4 separate regions of the Mus musculus genome follow, and all the other regions are linked to region 1. Evidence: chromatin contacts called from public Hi-C, HiChIP or PLAC-seq and promoter capture Hi-C data. All regions are on one chromosome and are shown on one strand. Each heading gives the region's core, a stretch centred on a gene start, on an enhancer-like site or on the middle of the called end of the contact. The rest is flanking DNA. Distances are from core to core; before and after follow the strand shown. Region 1 holds the start of Bub1 (BUB1, mitotic checkpoint serine/threonine kinase). Region 2 overlaps Gm36154 (a long non-coding RNA gene). Region 3 overlaps Morrbid (myeloid RNA regulator of BCL2L11 induced cell death). Region 4 holds the start of Morrbid (myeloid RNA regulator of BCL2L11 induced cell death).

Region 1 (4,055 bases), core at 1,433-3,932:
AGGAGTCCAAAAGCCAGCCAATTGTTGGGCACCCCTTTAATCCCAACACTTGGAGGTAGAGGTAGGTGGATCTCTTTGAGTTCCAGTCCAGCCTGGTCTACACAGTGAGTTCCAGGATAGCCAGGGCTACAACCCCCACCCCCTTCCAAAAAACCAAAACAAAACCAAAAACAACAACAGCAAAAAAAAAAAAAAAAAAAAAAGGGGAAAGGACCAGAAGTAAAACATTATATTTAGTTATCTACCTGAAATTATACTTACAAATTTTAAGCAATAATTGATGAATCTTGAATCATTGTGGTAGTTCTTCTTATGTAAAAATTCCTTCATTAAATGTTCTAATAATGTCATCAAGTATTCTTTATTGTCAGGAAAATTCTCTTCTACCCACTTTATAAAGCTAGAAAAAAATACGGATATTAGTTTTCCACGGATATTAGTTTTCCACAGGGTAAAATATGGTTCCTTTGTTTAAAGGAAAACAAACAAACATGCACTAACCTTTCCCATTCTCCAAGTGGGTCATTACCCGTGTAGCTTTGCATATGGGCTTCAAACATGCTAGAATAGAGAAGTACACACATGAAAGAAAGAATAATTCCTAGATGACAAAGATATATTTGATTCTACATTATGTTATCTATGTACTAGAGAATGGAAATCTTGACTTCAACAACCCAAATATCACATAAAAGAGCAATCATTCAGAAGTGTTCAAAAAGTCAGAAACAGTATTTGCTTCATAGTCTATCTAGATTAGTTGATCTCCAACGTCATTGTCTTATTTCTCAAGAGCACAGCTAAGTTAGAGGGTTAGACTAAGATCCAAAGAATGCCTCTCCTTTTGGTGTGATAGCCCCAGTAATTCAATTCGGAGTTTCCAGAGACTGTTGGCTTGAGTCCAAATCTAACATTGTCCCAAAGGAAGAGCCCATGATGACAATGCTCCCAGAGGACTTTGCTTCCCTTACTTCCATAGTACCTAACCACAGCTTAAGAAGTCAGGCAAACAAATCAGGGCCCAATGACCTCAGATGCTAGTGGGATAAACAAACACAAACATAAAAATAGTACCATGTTTCGTTAACTATTAAATAGAAAAGGGGGGCAAACTAAAGGAGTAAGAGTGGGCATATGTTATACTTAAGGACTTGTTAGCTAGCTACCACAGGCATGTTAGGGAAATCATACAGGCTGACAGAACTTGAGCAGAAAGAGTCAAATAAAGTGTGAAGAGAAGAGGTGGCAAGCTCTATCTGCATTTTAAATGTCTTCTTTGTTCCTTCACAAAAAGGAGCAGGGCTGGAACCATAAACAGTAATGAGTTCAGAAGTTACAGCAAGTAAGGGTGAGAATAGTATGTGTACAACTTTGGAGAGAGGATACATGGCAATTAACTGTATTCTCAGTATGCATCAAGTTGAGAAACAACCATAGGTTTTTAAACTGAGAAATGATAAGATTAGGAGAAAAAGAATTTAAAAGTAGTATTTTGGTAGATGACCAGAAAACTATATCTCAAAATATATTTCACTGGCAAACTGAAATGATCATTCAGAGAAACTGCAATGGTTTTCTCATAATTTAGTAGAGATTTTAGCAATTTATTTTTAAGTCAACGATTCTCACTTTTTCACTTTGGATTCATTTTGGATTCTTTTTAGCATGTTTGAAATGTCAGCACTACTTCTGTGTTTAGAAGTTCTTATTTAGCAAAATAAGAAATACAAATATTTGTCCAAGATAAACAAACATTGAATAGCCCCACACCAACCACACCTCCTGGGAAAATGGCTTAAACATCAAATCATTAAAATAAATTAGTCTTTAAAAATCAAAATACCTAGCTTCTATTTTAGAACGGGGAGGGGAAATCCTTAGTCGATCTGATCAAAAATTAAATTGCTTAACGCCAACAGATTTTGGATATCTTACTCTTAGAATACCTAAAGAACTGATGAAAATAAAATTGTATTTCTTGTAACATCCGATTTAACAGTTTTAAATGGCTTAACATCACAGGCTGAGTAAGTCACCTAAGCGCCCGCCCCCAGACCCCAAAACAAAAACAAATAACCAATCAGTGCCTGCAGGAAGCCTCAAATGACTTAATAGCAAGCATTCCCCCCCCCCCATAAAGTTCAGCTTTAATTTTTTTCTTACGTATCAGGCAATCGAGAAATAATAAATTCTTTCCTTAGTTGGGTGGCATTTTTATCAGACTTTGAAATTTTCTCCAAAAATCTCCACCACCACACAAGTTTGGGTTTTGAAGGCGGGGCGTCCCTCGCGTCTAGAGGAAGTTCCCCATGGAGAAGATACGTGACTTCAGAAGGTTCCGCAGACTGCCCAAATCCTCGGCACAAAACGGTAGCCGGCTGCAGCTTGCACGTCTACTCGAGTGACCCGGGGGCTACCGCCTTGGCTGAGGCCTGGTGCAGCGAACCCGCTGAGGAAGCGGCGCTGAGGAGAAAGCGCGCCTGAGGGACCCGGACTCTAACCGTCCCGACCGGCCCACCTCACCGCACCTGACCGACACTTACCGAAAGACATTTTCTAGGTTGTCCATGACGAGAAAAAACGCGCAGCGGCGAAATACCCCACCAGCCGCCGACCAAACTCCCCATCAGCCCCTAACCCCGAGTCTCGAAGGCCGCCGGCGATTCGAATTCCCCGCGCAGCCGCACTTGTGATGTCGAACGTGGGCAGCGCGCCTGACTATTGGTCTCCGCTGCGGGAGAGCTGGCCAATCGCTGCGGCCGTTGCTGGGAGACAAAGTCCCGCCTCCGTCCCCGCCCCCTCCGTCCCTAGCCCGCAGTTCTTTTCATTTGCCTTTTAGTGAGTCCTATGCTAGGTGCTGACTGAGCTAAGGTTTGTTTCCATTCTAGTGAGACACTAGCCATGTTTTGGCATAGAGTTATTATTATTACTTTTTAAAAAACGGTATAAATGGCAACTGGCTTACAGTATTACACTACCAGGCCGAACGTGACGATTCTGTGACTGAAACCCCTTTGAGTCCTCTTGGGTCTTGAGAGTCACTCACGAATTTTTGTCCTCTTTGCTTAACAGAAATGGCATAGCTGGTGAGCTGGCTCGGTGAATAAAAGCATCCACAAGGTGGAAGGAAAGAAAACCAACTTCCTCAAGTTGTCCTCTGATCTCCACATGCATGCCGTGGCACATACTCATATAACAAATGAGGAAACCACAATCATTATGTCTGGTTCACGAATGAAGACAAATAGCCATGTATATGTGTGTGTGTGTGTGTGTGTGTGTGTGTGTGTGTGTGTCCATCCAGAGTTTTATGGGATCCCATGCCTTTGGCCTCTGCCACACTTGGTTCACATAAAGGCACACCCACACGTATTTGTAAAATATTCATAGTAATTTTAAAGAGTCCGGAAGTCCAAGAATAAATATTTAACATGTTCATGTGCCCTGAGAGTGAGTTGAGAAATAATCTAGTCTTCCCTGCTTCTTGAGTTTTAATAACTTCCCACTTTGCCTCTCTAGGGTCACTTGACCAAAGCAAGTAGAACATAAAAGACTCATGCGATTACTACCTTCCTGTTTCTAAAGGTCCTGGGAGTTTTTCAGCTCCTTCAAGTTGATAAAAAAGATATTGCAGCTTCTGGACAGATAGACATTTTCTAACCTAGAGAAAAGAATTATGAGTGATTTCCCATTTGATTTCCTAGAATCATCTAACTAGAGGAACATTCCTGACATGTCTTTATAGCTGCACACGAAAATATTGTCTGTGGCCATGATATTGGCAGAATTGGTAAACACCACTAGAGGGAGTTCCAGGTTCTTGCATTCCTCGTAGATAGTAGCAAGCAAAGTAGATTAAGAATACACTTCCAATGTTTGGCTGCTAACATCTGCCTCTATTTGTAAGGCTCTGGCAAGGCCTCTCAGGAGACAGACATATCAGGCTCCTTTCAGCATGCACTTCTTGGCATCCACAATAGTATCTGGGTTTGATAATTGTATATGGGATAAATTCCCAGGTGGGACAGTCTCTGGGTGGCCTTTCCTTTAGGCTC
Region 2 (4,125 bases), core at 15-2,514, 610 kb after region 1:
AAGAAGTGAGAATGTTCCCACGACTGCAGTGAATGAACACGGTTGACCTCGGGACCCAACACTGCAATGACATTTTACAATCTCACAGTTTCTCTCCCTCGGAGAGTGTAAATTTCCATCTCTGCAGCTAAAACCCACCTAGAGAACTTGGGGGTAAGAGCAAATCCATTCGTTTTATGTGAGTAGCTACAGCAGAGTAGAAAAAAGTATTCCAAGTGGGACCAGCTGGTGTGGGGCACCAGTCTCTGTCCTGTCAATAGTGTTCTTCATGGTCCCCAGCTCGCCCCGCTCCTCCCATCTGGACCCTCTAACTGTGAGTTATTGTGTGTTGCGGTGGGGATAAGAGGGTTAGTTCATGGAGGACCCACTGAGGCCTCAGAGGCATGTAAAATGTGACAAGCAAGGCCGTGGCATACATAATCGATCATGAACAAGCCCAGAGACGAGAGGGATTCCTTCCTGCCAAGATCCTTGGCCTTGGCAGAATTTGTGTGTGTGAACCCAGAGGCAGATCCCAGAATTCTGTCCAGGCCTTTAAAGCTTTCAAAGATTTGGCACCGATGTGACAAAACAACACAGAGAACAGAGTGGCTTCTACTCTAAAGTCTGCAGTAAAAGAGGTTTGGCAGTTAAAGGAGGAGGTGAGGTTTTAGTATGAGGCTTGTAGAGCTGTCAGTCACCGGATGAGTTCAGCAGCGGAGGAGAGTCAGACACAATGCTTAAGCAGTGAGCAACTCAAGGGCCCCAGAGAAGGCTTTGAAATGAGATGGCAAGACCTTGGGTCAAGCCTTCAGACTCAAAACATTTAGAGCTGGTTGTAACTTTAATTTAATTTAATTAAAAAAATTTTTTTTTTCTAGCCTTATTTTTAATGATGGTTCCTAAACACCTCAAGTGAGCTCCTCGGCAGCCATCACTGGCCACCAGTGAGAAAAACCCTAGGCCCAGATCTGGAGCCCACACAGCATCTTGGCAATACATTCTGCCCCATGTATAGGTGGGCCTGTAATACTTGTTCAAGTTCAGAAACTACGTAGGGGAGGATCTAAGAAAAGATCCTCAGTTTGTGGGAACTCAGGGCTGAGTTCTTCCTTCCACACCAGACCCTTCCAGCCTTTGAACATGGCAGTTGAACTCAGGACAAAGGTGGCGGGAGGGGCTCAGTCATCTATTCTTCATTTTCTAAGAACTTGGTATATCTGAGTTTGGAGAAGGAACACTTACCAGGGAAGTTGTGAAATTGAGGGAAATTACAAAATGCTCAGAGGCGGTTCCGGCCTCAGCCCAGATCTGTAAAAGCTTTAGAACCCTCAGATTCCGGAACTGGTCAGAGAGATGAGCAGGTGGCTAGTGGAGGCCACGCCATCCTTGGCCTGATCCTGTCTCTCTGGATAACAGGCCACAAAGCTGCCTCTGTGCACTTAATGTCTTTCTGGCTTGGTTTTCTAAGAGTAAAATCAACCCCACTGTACCCAGCACAGGAAGCCCCTGAGGACTGTCATTTCTCCTTCCTACACCTGGCAAAATGTGAATAAATTCCCCCAGCCCCCACCCCCATCCATTCTCTAAGCCGAAGATACAATCAGTCATTTGAACTTCCACACACAAGTTTGGACATCTCAGCGGAGATTTGCTTTCAAATCCATGCAGAAGAACACATGATGTCGGGAGGGGGCGGGAGGACCTGTTGCCCAAAATGTAGCATGCCATCTTCATGATATGGAATCACAGTCAAAACTGTGCAGCCCAGTGAGATGGTTCAGTGGGTAAGAGCACCCGACTGCTCTTCCGAAGGTCCCGAGTTCAAATCCAAGCAACCACATGGTGGCTCACAACCATCTGTAATGAGATCTGACTCCTTCTTCTGGAGTGTCTGAAGACAGCTACAGTGTCCTTACATATAATAAGTAAATAAATCTTAAAAAAAAAACTGTGCAGCCCAGGCCCCCTATAGCGTGCTGTGGCCTTGGGTCCACTTGTTGGGGATGAGAAGTGTTGTGGGGAAGGCTGCAGAGAAGCAGGCCAGGTTATCCATCTCTTCTTTTGCTCCCTTGCGGAAAGCAGAGGCCTCAAGAGAGGTTAAGATTAGAGGAACCAGTATTTCTGCAAGGGCAGCCTAGAGCAACCTTGATGGATTGTTCTACATGCATGAATCCACTGCTAAGCTAAGGTGTACTTGTGTGGATGTGGGTGTCTCTCCAGGTGATGTGTTTGTTCATATAGAAATGATACATATACAGTTCTATCAGGGTAGCTGTCTGTTTAGGAAAGATGGCTCCTCATTGTACAAAGAGGTTCTGCTGCAGAGTTCTTTTATAAAGATAGACCCCCAGCTCCTGTGATAACTACATTGTTCCACTTACCTACAAAACGAATTCCAAACAGTTGCCAACAACATCATGAACAGGCAGCCAGGTCTACCCAGATGGTCCTGTCCAGTCTGCCCTTGGGCCAAATAGAGTGTCTTAGTGAATGCTGGGAATTGATTAGTAGCCTGCCTTCAACTCCAGGGGTCATCTGCACTCACAGCACTAAGAGAGGCGGGTTGAGTGTCTTTTGTCTTATTCTCGGCTCTCTTGTTCTCCTGATCCAGGAGATAGAGCCGACCCTTGTCAGTCTAGAGTCACCTGAGGCCTGCAAGCAGACAAGGCCAGTGCTCCTCTTACACAACGTCATGGTTGCAAATGCAGGTAAATACTGGAATTGAGTACAGGTTGGATCTCAGCTTTAAATATTCTGCCAAGGTACCCTGTTTGGCCCATGGGCAGGGTGGACAGGGCCATCTTGTCCACAGAGAATTCTTCAGAGACCTATGGGCTCAGTCACACATATGACCAGACCCAGGGAGCTTCCCCTAATCTTCAAGCTACTGAGATACACATAGACTGTGATTCTCTCCAGAGAAGAGCTTGGTAGAGAGAATGATGAAGCATCCAACCAGGCATGAACCTACCAATTGTAGATACCATGCCAAACTAATGTAAAAACAAAACAAAATGAATCCCTCGTCACTTGCCGCAGTTCAGAGACCTGGCCCTGGGGTCATGAGACTGGGTGAGCTGGCCCTGTCCCTCACCAGCTGCAGGACTTGGGAGAGCGGGCCCTGCATCTCCCTTGGGCAACATGGTAGAGCTGGCCATGGTGGAGGGGATGGAGATAAGCCAGAGGGTGAGAGCACAGAAGAGCTGGCCCTTCATTTGTCTGCCCTGAGGTGGTGTGGGTTCAAGGGTGATGCCCACCCCAAGTCACCCCTCACCACCTGAGTTAGCACCGAGGACATGAGAGTGGGAGAGCTACCCTTGCCCCTATAATGGCTGTAGCCATTGACTATATATATTGACTGGGCAACACATTGGATCTGACCCGGATGGAAAAGGCACAGGCAAGCCAGCCCCAAGGGTGTGAGAGCAGGAGAGCTGGTCCAGCCTCTTGCAGCACTTGGAGAAGAGGGCCCTGTGCCTTGAGAGTAGAGCTGGCCCTGGAGGCATAGGTGCAAGTGAGCCAGTAGGAAGGCATGAGATGAGAAATGCTGACCCTGCCTCCTGCCGATGGCTGTGTTAGGCTGCCTAGTTTGGGCAGTGCTGAAGACCTTGCCCTAGTGGTGTGGATAAAAGAGATGGCAGACTGACCAGTTCAGTGCCCGACCACCCAGGCCCAGATCCAGGACTCTGCAAATGGTTGGAACACATGAAAGGGCCAGTCCTGCTGATACAGATCTCCATGACACAAGACAACAACAGGATAACCAGGAGGAGTCCCAATGAGGATCCAATATTGATGGTGTCACAGAAGCCAAAGATCTCGAACCAGAGCAATGACTCGTTGTAACGAACATTTACAAGTGAAGACGTGTGGCAGAGGGATATCCTGTGGGACACACTGTGACATAATGCAGCTTCCATGATCAGATGTTTTCTGTGCTTTTTGTTATTGTTGTTGGTTGTTTGACAACTGGCTCTAAACCAGTGGTTCTCAACCTTCCTGATGCTGTGACCCTTTAATGCGGTTCTTCGTGTATGGTGACCCCCAGCCATAACATTATTTTTGTTGTTACTTCGTAACTGAACTATAAATATCTGTGTTTCCCAATGGTCTTAGGTGACCCCTTTCTCAGGGGTCACGACC
Region 3 (3,856 bases), core at 34-2,533, 570 kb after region 1:
CCCACAAACAAACAGAAAACCAAACCTCCTGTGCCTGGGCAAACTAGCACCCTTTTTTCCCCCTCATTATTCGAATAAAAACATCTTCAAATACAAAGCAGACAGCCCAAAGCTGATCTCTCCTTGGAAGACTGGAAACCAGGACCACGACATTTGTCCCAGGTACAAATGGATTTAAGCTGCAAGTTCCTGGGGCCTTTGCCGCCTACGAACTACCACATCCTTGGGACCTTCCCAGCCAGCTTCGGAGCACCCAGGAAACTGCAACTCTTGCTTCTGAGCCAGAGTCCAGCTGCATCCACACGGCCACACGCTCTGTAGTTATTCCGTTATCTTGCCATTAAGGAAAACCCACATGAATTCCACTGTGGCCATGAACAAGTTTAAGGTTACCAACGTCATCACCAGAGGCTCCGGACTGAAAGCTTTCATCAAAGAGGCCATGCTCTTCTAAGCCAGCGTGGTGTTCCCAATGTCTGACAAGTCAACGGATTTCAGAATGTTCAGAGAGAATTCGAAAAGGAGCTGAGACCTCCCACACACACGTGAAAACTCCAGTAGAGAGGTCATCCCCTCTTTCTACCAACAAGGACATGAACCCACAGCAAGCTAAAGACAGAGCGAAGGAAGTATAGATATAAAAGGCTTCCACTCTTCCACACCTATCAGGGGGATGGGTTCCATAGTGGAAAACCCTGTCCTCAGGGCAAATCAGTCCAGTAGCAAAAACACGCTGGCTTCATTTATATTACAAGAACTCACTTTGCCACCTGGAGACGTTATTCAGCAACGGTAACAGGATCTGTAAAACTGTCGGACTTTCACATTACTTCTGAGTGAAGATACCTTATCAGACACCAAGTAGGTAGAAAAGCCATTTATCGCACGGGAGAGCTGGATGTCCCCTCTTAATCTGTGGGCTTCAGCCACGGGGATTGGGAAGACTCCAGTTGACTGAAAAATGACTGGAGGAGAGAAGCCTTGCCTCACAGTGTCAAAAATAACTCAGCTGGGAGAGCATTCCACTGAAGATCAAAATGATTTGGCTCTCCTGGCAAAGGCTCACCCTGCCACACGCTGGGCCCCACCAATAGATTGCAATCTGAATCAGAAAAAAAGGACACCCCCCCCCCCCCATGCTTGTTCACAGAGCTCAGCAGCGGGCCTGTGGCCAGTAGGAGCACCAGGTGTTTTATCTGGTTTCGCACTGGTGCCCTGAGTCCCTGGGCCTCACCATCCCTAGGCCTCTGTAGGAGCCTAGAGGGGGCCTGGCTGCTGGGGTGGGGGGTGGGGGCAGCTGTGAGGAGAAACAAGGCCCCACCCACACAGGCTATGGTTTCAGTTTCACCCAGCCTCAAACACCATTATGCAAATGAGTCGGGCACCCCAGCTCACCTCCTCCTTCTCATCCTCACTCTTCATCCCAAAGTTGAGGAGGGAATGTGCCGGGGAGGCAGTATTTGCATCATATTTACTTTCAAATGCCCAGGTGCCATTGGCAGCAGATTCTCCTTTCAGAAGGGCAATCACGAATATAAAGTGGAGAATTAGTCCAAGTGTCAAGAGTGAAGCCCTGCGGCTAATGCCAAGCTTCTCACATAAATGGAGTGTCAACGACGTGCCTGGGCTGGGAAGGAGTGGGGCAGAAGGAAGAGGATACCCTCCATTTCAGAGGCTTATTGGCACTAGTCCAAGGGGAGCTGGGGCCCCCAAGAGTGGACAGACAGCCACAGGCTCTGCAGATCTGCACTGCAAATCTCCAGTCCCGTGGGCTTTGGGAAAACAATTCCTTGCTTCACATTCAAGGCACGTTCTAAAAGTAGGGAGGGCAATCATTTTGTCCGCATCACACACCTGCAGTTAATGCAAGTGATCCGAGGTGATATCCACTCAGACAAAAAACAAAATCTGCAGCCCAGAGTAGTGTTTGTAAGATTTGATTGAGGGCATGGAGGTGCAGAAGCGGGCTTTCCTGCATGACTGTGTCAAATGCTGGCTTGGGATTTTTCTTTCGAGAGTTTAGGACCAGAATAATTAGATTGTCAGCTCACACGACCTTGTGTGCCTGGCTACGAGATGCCCTAGGTTTCCCCTAGTGCTTCTCACGTCATTTTCTGGATAACAAACCTCTGTTCCCGTCAGGAACACTCTTCCTCAGCCCCTCTTACTACTCGGTTTCATTTTCAAGTGTTGGGTGTAACTCACAGCTGCAGGAGAGAAAGATGGCTCTCTCTGACTTAGCCTGAGTGCAAAGAAATTCCAGTCAGGTGGGCACATTTGAAAAGACAAAAACCTACAGAGACTCTTGACCAGCTCAGAAAGAGAGGGCTTATGCACGGGAGTGAGGTTTGTCTCTGTTAAGGATGCTGGAACCAATGCTTTGCAGAGGTCAGGCAACTTTGCCCTCAGAGATGGTTTACGATCTTCATACATGATTAGGTCCACAGGGCAAGCAGAACCACCAGGTGCTCTCAGTCTGCCCATACTCTGAGCCCTTAGAGTCTCAAATGGTTTCCTTTTCCTGATGTGTGCAAGGAGGCCTGTAGCTGCCAGGCCCCTCCTGCCTGTGTGGACAGACTGGCCTGGTAAGAGCTGGGGAGTGCAGTTTGGCTTTCACAGAGGTCCCACCGGACACCTTCTCACCACCTTTGGGTGGCACAGTCACTTTCTCTGACTTCCCGTGGCACACTGAGGATCCCTGGATCAGCCACAGCACATACTTAGTGTGTTCACAATATTCTTAGACGCAGCACCTCTTTCGGTCATCACAAATAAATGTCACAATCTAGGACATCTATAAAAACGGCCCCCTGCTTTATGCCAAGGCTCATAACTGATTAAGTGACTGTCAACAGCTTAGCCCTAAATGGAGCATAAGTGTTACCCTCTTCGAGGTCTGGGGAACACTGGAGAAGAAAGGGCAGGAAGAATGTAAGAGGCAGTCAATGAGGAGGGCTCCGTGAAACACTGTCTCTTCAACAAGATGTGGTCACTGCATTCATGAACTCTCCGCAACTCGGGTTACCTGAATAAGGCTGGGTACCCAACATTTCCTCACAGATAGGATGGTCATCTCAAGCCCTACTCATTCTTCTGGGGCTGTTGGTGATTAACGGTTTTTCTGTTTTTTTTGTTTTGTTTTGTTTTGTTTTGTTTTGTTTTGTTTTGTTTTAGTGCTGTGGCCACTAAGTTGTGATGCTCTAAGTCCCCCGTCTGTGCTCAAGCAAGCAACCTCCCCTAAACTCAGTGGTCCAAAACACTGCCCTCAAATGAATCTCTAGGAACTTAAATGTGTTTACACATGTGTATAAGTATATTTACCTGTATGTTAAATTTTATGTAAATAAATGTTGTTTCTTCAAGCCGCCAATCTTAGGATGCTATCAACTCCAGGGGTTTTAAACATTAGAGAATAAAATCAGTGAAGAGATGCTGAGAGAAACAACAAAATCTAGGATGACACAGTCTAGTGGAGAAAGTGTCCCCTGCCTGTGGGGACCAAAGCCATCCATCCTGAGTGGATGATTGGTATGAGTTTTTAAATGGAAGTTGGTAGAACATGCTCAGGAAAATGCACTTCTACATAAGCTAGAGAAAAGTAAAAGAACTTAGTTGCAAAGGGAAATAGGCCACCTCTGCTCTTGTTTTATACCCATGCATATTCTGTCTGTCACAGAGAACAGTGTTAATTCTGGGAAGACGACCACATTTGTCAGGCTTCTCCAGAGAGACAGGACCCACAGGAGATATACATGCATATGTGTGCATGAGAGAGAGATAGACAAACAGACACAGACAGTGATTTAGATTTAAAGGGCTGGTTTGCACAGTGGTGCGGATTCAAGCCCACATGAGA
Region 4 (3,748 bases), core at 686-3,185, 600 kb after region 1:
TGCCTTCAGAGGACTGGAAACTAAGTGGACCAGGGAGAGGTAAGATACTGGAGTCCTGCCTCCATCCAGGCCCTTTCCTGAATTCCTGGCAGGTGCTAACTCCTTGGGCCCCTTGCGCGGGGGTAGATGAACAATGATCTAGAAGTCCAAGGTCTCCAGAAGTGGGTCAGCAGGACCTGGGGCCCACTGGCCTCCCTTCTAATCCAATCTTAATCTTGCTATCCAAGTTTTGTGGCTTCAGGGTGTGGCCCCAGAGAGCTGGGACCCACCCACAGTTATCTAAACACAGATAAACAATCTTCAGGCAGAGCCACAGAACTAGCCAGGAAAAGATTCAAACCCTGTGTTGACCTGTGAAGCCTTTGGCGACTCCTTGGGTTCCGTGTATAGAACTGCTCTAGGATAGGAATTCTTCTCAAAGGTATTTGGAGGCTTTCTTTCTCTGAAGCTTGCACTCTGATTTATTTAAGCCAAGTTAGTGCCTGCCTCTTGTGGAAGCCAGCTTCAAAATTCATGTCTCACCCGATTCTCCCAATCATAAGGGTGTGAACTATTTCAAAGGGTGGGGTGCGACTGCGGCTCTAGACTACCCTGGTCCTTCCTGCACCCCAGAGTTCGTTTAACAAACTCTGTGCTCGGTCAGGGGCAGGACCCAAAATGATTGTCATCAGCCCAGGCATGCTGAAGAAGCCGAACACAGTATTCCTGACAAGGAGACAGCCAAGAGACCTCTCAGGTACATTCCAGGAGAAAGCTGAACGTGTGTGACTATCCTCTTCACAGAGGGCCAGGCAATGCTGATATCATGCAAAGACCCGAGCCGGCAAACTCCTGTTACGCTCAGAGTGAATGGAGCTGCTCTCAGGGCTCATTCAGTTAGGTTGCTGACTCATTCTTAACCCGGGAAGCCCCACACGCCCCAGTGAGTTGCTCAGAACAGGCTCCTGTCTTCCCTGCAGCCTGCTATGCAGCTTTTTAAGCAAATGACCGCTTTTTAGATTTGCTTTAAAAGTGGCACAGCAGTTACTGTAACTGTTTATTTGACAGTAAAGATGTTTGTAAGAATAGCAGTAACTCAGCCCACTCCCTTCCCCCATCTTCCACCATGCCCTTCCTGGTCCCTAGCCTGTGGCTTTTCTTTCTGCTTTTGAACACATTTTCCACCTGGAGCGTTAAAGGGAAGCACGGGATGTAGCGTGTTCAGAGAAAAGACAAAATTCTGCCTCGCTGCCATACTTCTTGCCCTGAAGCTGGACAGCTCAGGCCTGGCTGCCTGAGTCAGAGACCAGAAGCTGCCCCCGGGGTTGGCTCTTCCTTCTGCTTCTTAGGAGCGGAAACTAGTTCAACCTCAGTGCCCAGTTAACACAAACTCACCCACCTCCGTCTCTGACCTTCACTTTAGCTTCTAGCTAGGAATCCGTGGTGGCTTCCTTCCCAGGCAAGCCTCACGCTCTCCTCTGAGACAGCATAACACACAGCCACCATCCACAAGGCACAGCTCAGAAACTTCCTCCAAGAGTCCCGCAACAGACACAACAGGTGGGCTGGAGGCAGAGGGAGCCACTTTTCTGACCTCACAAAACCTTCAAAGTCTGGGAGAAGCAGTGTCTACCCCAGAACACAGCAGCTGTCACAGCTCAGAGGTGCACGGAAAACATCTTTGACTGAGAGTACTCACCAGGGAGAAGCTGATAGACGGGTCCGCCTGCCTTCCCAGCCACTGTGCTGTGAAGATCCCAAGATATGCGCAGCTTGCCTGGAAAGTCACTTTGAAACTTAGAAAGCAGACACTGCAAAGTCACCCAGTCCCCTCATTCTCAGAGATGTCCACATGATTAGGAAAAAAAAAAAAAAAGACAAGAAAAGAAAAAAAAAAACTGCAAAGCAGACACCTCAGTCTTCATTGTCACTGGAACCAGATGACTCGTGCTGACTCAGAGCCACCACTTCCTCTCCCGACATTCTCTTCATACTTTGTGAGCCCGCCTGGTCTGGTTCCCAGGGTCTCTACCACCCTTCCGGAAAGAGCAGCTTCCCAGACCTTGGGTGTGGAAGCCCCAGGCTTGTAGCCAGTGATCACCCTCATCAGGGAGGAGACGCTTTGGTTAGGAGACTTGGGGGTAACTGAAAATAAAAGGCAGAGATCTCACATGCACACGGGTGCTGTAACACGCTGGCCGTCCACAGAAGAGGGAAGAACCCATTTTTGCTATTTCCTTAAGGCATCTGAGTTTGCTTGGCCCTGATATCCCCTATTTCAGTCCATGATTTTTTTTTTTCTGCACAGAGTTTTGATCTAAAATCATTATATCTATTCTGAGCTGGCTGTTAGCATGTGTGACTTAGTCTTGCTAGGCTAAATCACATGAATAAAAGAACCAAGGAGTAAAAAACAAAGTTATGGTTCTCTAACTTTGAAAGAATCCTGAACGTTTCCATGCAAGAACCAAGAGCCCGCCTCTATGTCTGAGTTTTCTTTTGAATGATGCAGAGGGCGGGGCTGTCTTCCGCAGCTTCAAGCTTTTTTGAACTATGAGAAGTACTCCAGAGAAAGCGGAACCCATGTACCACTGAGCAGCCTCTGGTGAGGCCAGGTAGGGTTGCTGTGATTGTTGATATCTTTGCCCACCCCTCCCTGCCCCCAAAAGTCAGCACTGTCCAAAAAAAAAAAAAAAAAAAAAAAAAAAAAGCAGAGGTTTCACTTTTGAAACGTACATTTCAGTATATCAGAGAATCTTAACACAGCATACGTAAGAGCAGATATGTGTGCCAGAGAGTCTCTTAAACAGGTTAGGGAAAAGCTAACAGTATAGGCAGGGAGGAGAGAGAATTTGGGGGTACAGGGGCAAGGGAAGAAACTCATCCATTCATAGGTCAAGACCCCTCTGAGGGTCAAATGACCCTTTCCCAGGGGACAACCAAGACCATTGGAAATCACAGATATTTATATTATAATTCATAACAGTAGCAAAACTCCAGTTATGAAGTAGCAATGGAAATAATCTCCAGTTGGGGCTCCCCACAACATGAGGAGCTTATTAAAGGAGTAGCAGGGCTAGGAAGGTTGAGAATGTTCAGTCCTAAGGAGACGGAGGATTTGGCCTTGGCAACAGCTTGCAAGTACATTGTCCTCTAAAGCCTCCAAACACCAGTCCAGCTCCTCCAGGACATCGTGTTGTTTGAGCAGGCTATCTAGCACAGTCTGCCCAGACTTCCGAGAACAGCAAAATATATGAGGGGAGGGCTTTTCAATACAAACCATAACTGGTTATCATTAAAAGACCGATATACTTGGCCCATTTGCAAAATCCAGACAATGGTAGTTCCTTCCTCTGTATGAAAATGAAAAGCTAACTCCAGGGTCTGTAACTGTGGTGAGTGTCTCTGTTCTCTTATACCACTGAGCAGGTCAAAGCTGGCCTCTGACAATGTGTGTGGTTTGCTGTTGAAAGTTTTCCTACCAGTATAGTATTTGAGTCACGGGCCACAACCAAAAGTCTAGGCTCAAAGAGACGACTTGCACACTAAAGAGGTAACCTCTTGTTAAAATTCAGAGCCTATGAATAAAATGCACGACCACAAACGGTTATTTAACAATGCGGACAGTAGTGAAGACAATGGCAGCGTACTGAGAGCAAAGGACAGGAAGTGTGGAGTTCAGTCATTCACAGACTCAACAAATGTGGTCCAGATGCCAGGCTCTGATGCTGAGCCTTGGGAAACAGCAGGGGGTGGGGTCGGGAGGGAA

The links. HiChIP or PLAC-seq counts read pairs in DNA pulled down with a chosen protein or histone mark. A called contact is a pair of places that touch in the nucleus more often than the background predicts. Capture Hi-C pulls out chosen DNA fragments and counts their contacts.
Region 2: a contact with region 1 is called in a Hi-C map of bone marrow-derived macrophages, with 12 read pairs. The contact joins the enhancer-like site here to the promoter of Bub1 in region 1. A contact is called at or near these places in 3 of 39 promoter capture datasets (the 3T3-L1 cell line, the C10 cell line and liver), 1 of 484 Hi-C or Micro-C datasets (bone marrow-derived macrophages), 3 of 115 datasets of contacts at active chromatin or transcription factors (acute myeloid leukemia, bone marrow-derived macrophages and embryonic stem cells) and 4 of 9 other capture datasets (adipose tissue, embryonic stem cells, liver and 1 more).
Region 3: a RAD21 HiChIP or PLAC-seq map of pro-B cells shows a contact between it and region 1, with 40 times the contacts expected there. The contact joins the enhancer-like site here to the promoter of Bub1 in region 1. A contact is called at or near these places in 14 of 39 promoter capture datasets (the 3T3-L1 cell line, the C10 cell line, the HPC-7 cell line and 9 more), 2 of 15 datasets of contacts at CTCF or cohesin (large pre-B cells and pro-B cells), 20 of 484 Hi-C or Micro-C datasets (the AtT-20 cell line, B cells, the Ba/F3 cell line and 13 more), 21 of 115 datasets of contacts at active chromatin or transcription factors (the 230-238 cell line, CD8 T cells, the SCID.adh cell line and 12 more) and 2 of 9 other capture datasets (embryonic stem cells and liver).
Region 4: a promoter capture Hi-C map of adipose tissue shows a contact between it and region 1. The contact joins the promoter of Morrbid here to the promoter of Bub1 in region 1. A contact is called at or near these places in 15 of 39 promoter capture datasets (the 3T3-L1 cell line, the HPC-7 cell line, the SN4741 cell line and 9 more), 3 of 15 datasets of contacts at CTCF or cohesin (large pre-B cells, pro-B cells and stem cell-derived epiblast-like cells), 5 of 484 Hi-C or Micro-C datasets (B cells, CD8 T cells, bone marrow-derived macrophages and 1 more), 14 of 115 datasets of contacts at active chromatin or transcription factors (the 230-238 cell line, the NIH/3T3 cell line, acute myeloid leukemia and 8 more) and 3 of 9 other capture datasets (adipose tissue, liver and macrophages).

What each region holds. Positions count from the first base shown.
Region 1 is chr2:127,829,177-127,833,231 of GRCm38.p6, forward strand. Bub1 (BUB1, mitotic checkpoint serine/threonine kinase) reads right to left here and starts at 2,683. Exons shown (of 25, transcript NM_009772.2): 1 at 2,544-2,683; 2 at 502-561; 3 at 262-400. The coding sequence starts at 2,569.
Region 2 is chr2:128,444,352-128,448,476 of GRCm38.p6, forward strand. All of the region lies in intron 1 of Gm36154 (a long non-coding RNA gene), which reads right to left. The region is part of intron 3 of Gm29010 (a long non-coding RNA gene); the gene reads left to right. Among named protein-coding and RNA genes, the nearest start is that of Gm29010, 13 kb to the left of the region's middle. Within about 2 kb of position 1,265, at least 53 of the 459 cell types and tissues checked have an H3K27ac peak or open chromatin away from gene starts, as enhancers often do. A contact at or near this core is called in acute myeloid leukemia and bone marrow-derived macrophages, where this site is marked.
Region 3 is chr2:128,402,063-128,405,918 of GRCm38.p6, forward strand. The region is part of intron 1 of Morrbid (myeloid RNA regulator of BCL2L11 induced cell death); the gene reads right to left. Among named protein-coding and RNA genes, the nearest start is that of Gm14010, 19 kb to the right of the region's middle. Within about 2 kb of position 1,284, at least 26 of the 459 cell types and tissues checked have an H3K27ac peak or open chromatin away from gene starts, as enhancers often do. A contact at or near this core is called in the 230-238 cell line, the G1E-ER4 cell line, the SCID.adh cell line and 1 more, where this site is marked.
Region 4 is chr2:128,427,416-128,431,163 of GRCm38.p6, forward strand. Morrbid (myeloid RNA regulator of BCL2L11 induced cell death) reads right to left here and starts at 1,936. Exons shown (of 3, transcript NR_028589.1): 1 at 1,679-1,936. Gm36154 (a long non-coding RNA gene) reads right to left here. Exons shown (of 3, transcript XR_374969.3): 3 at 3,382-3,748.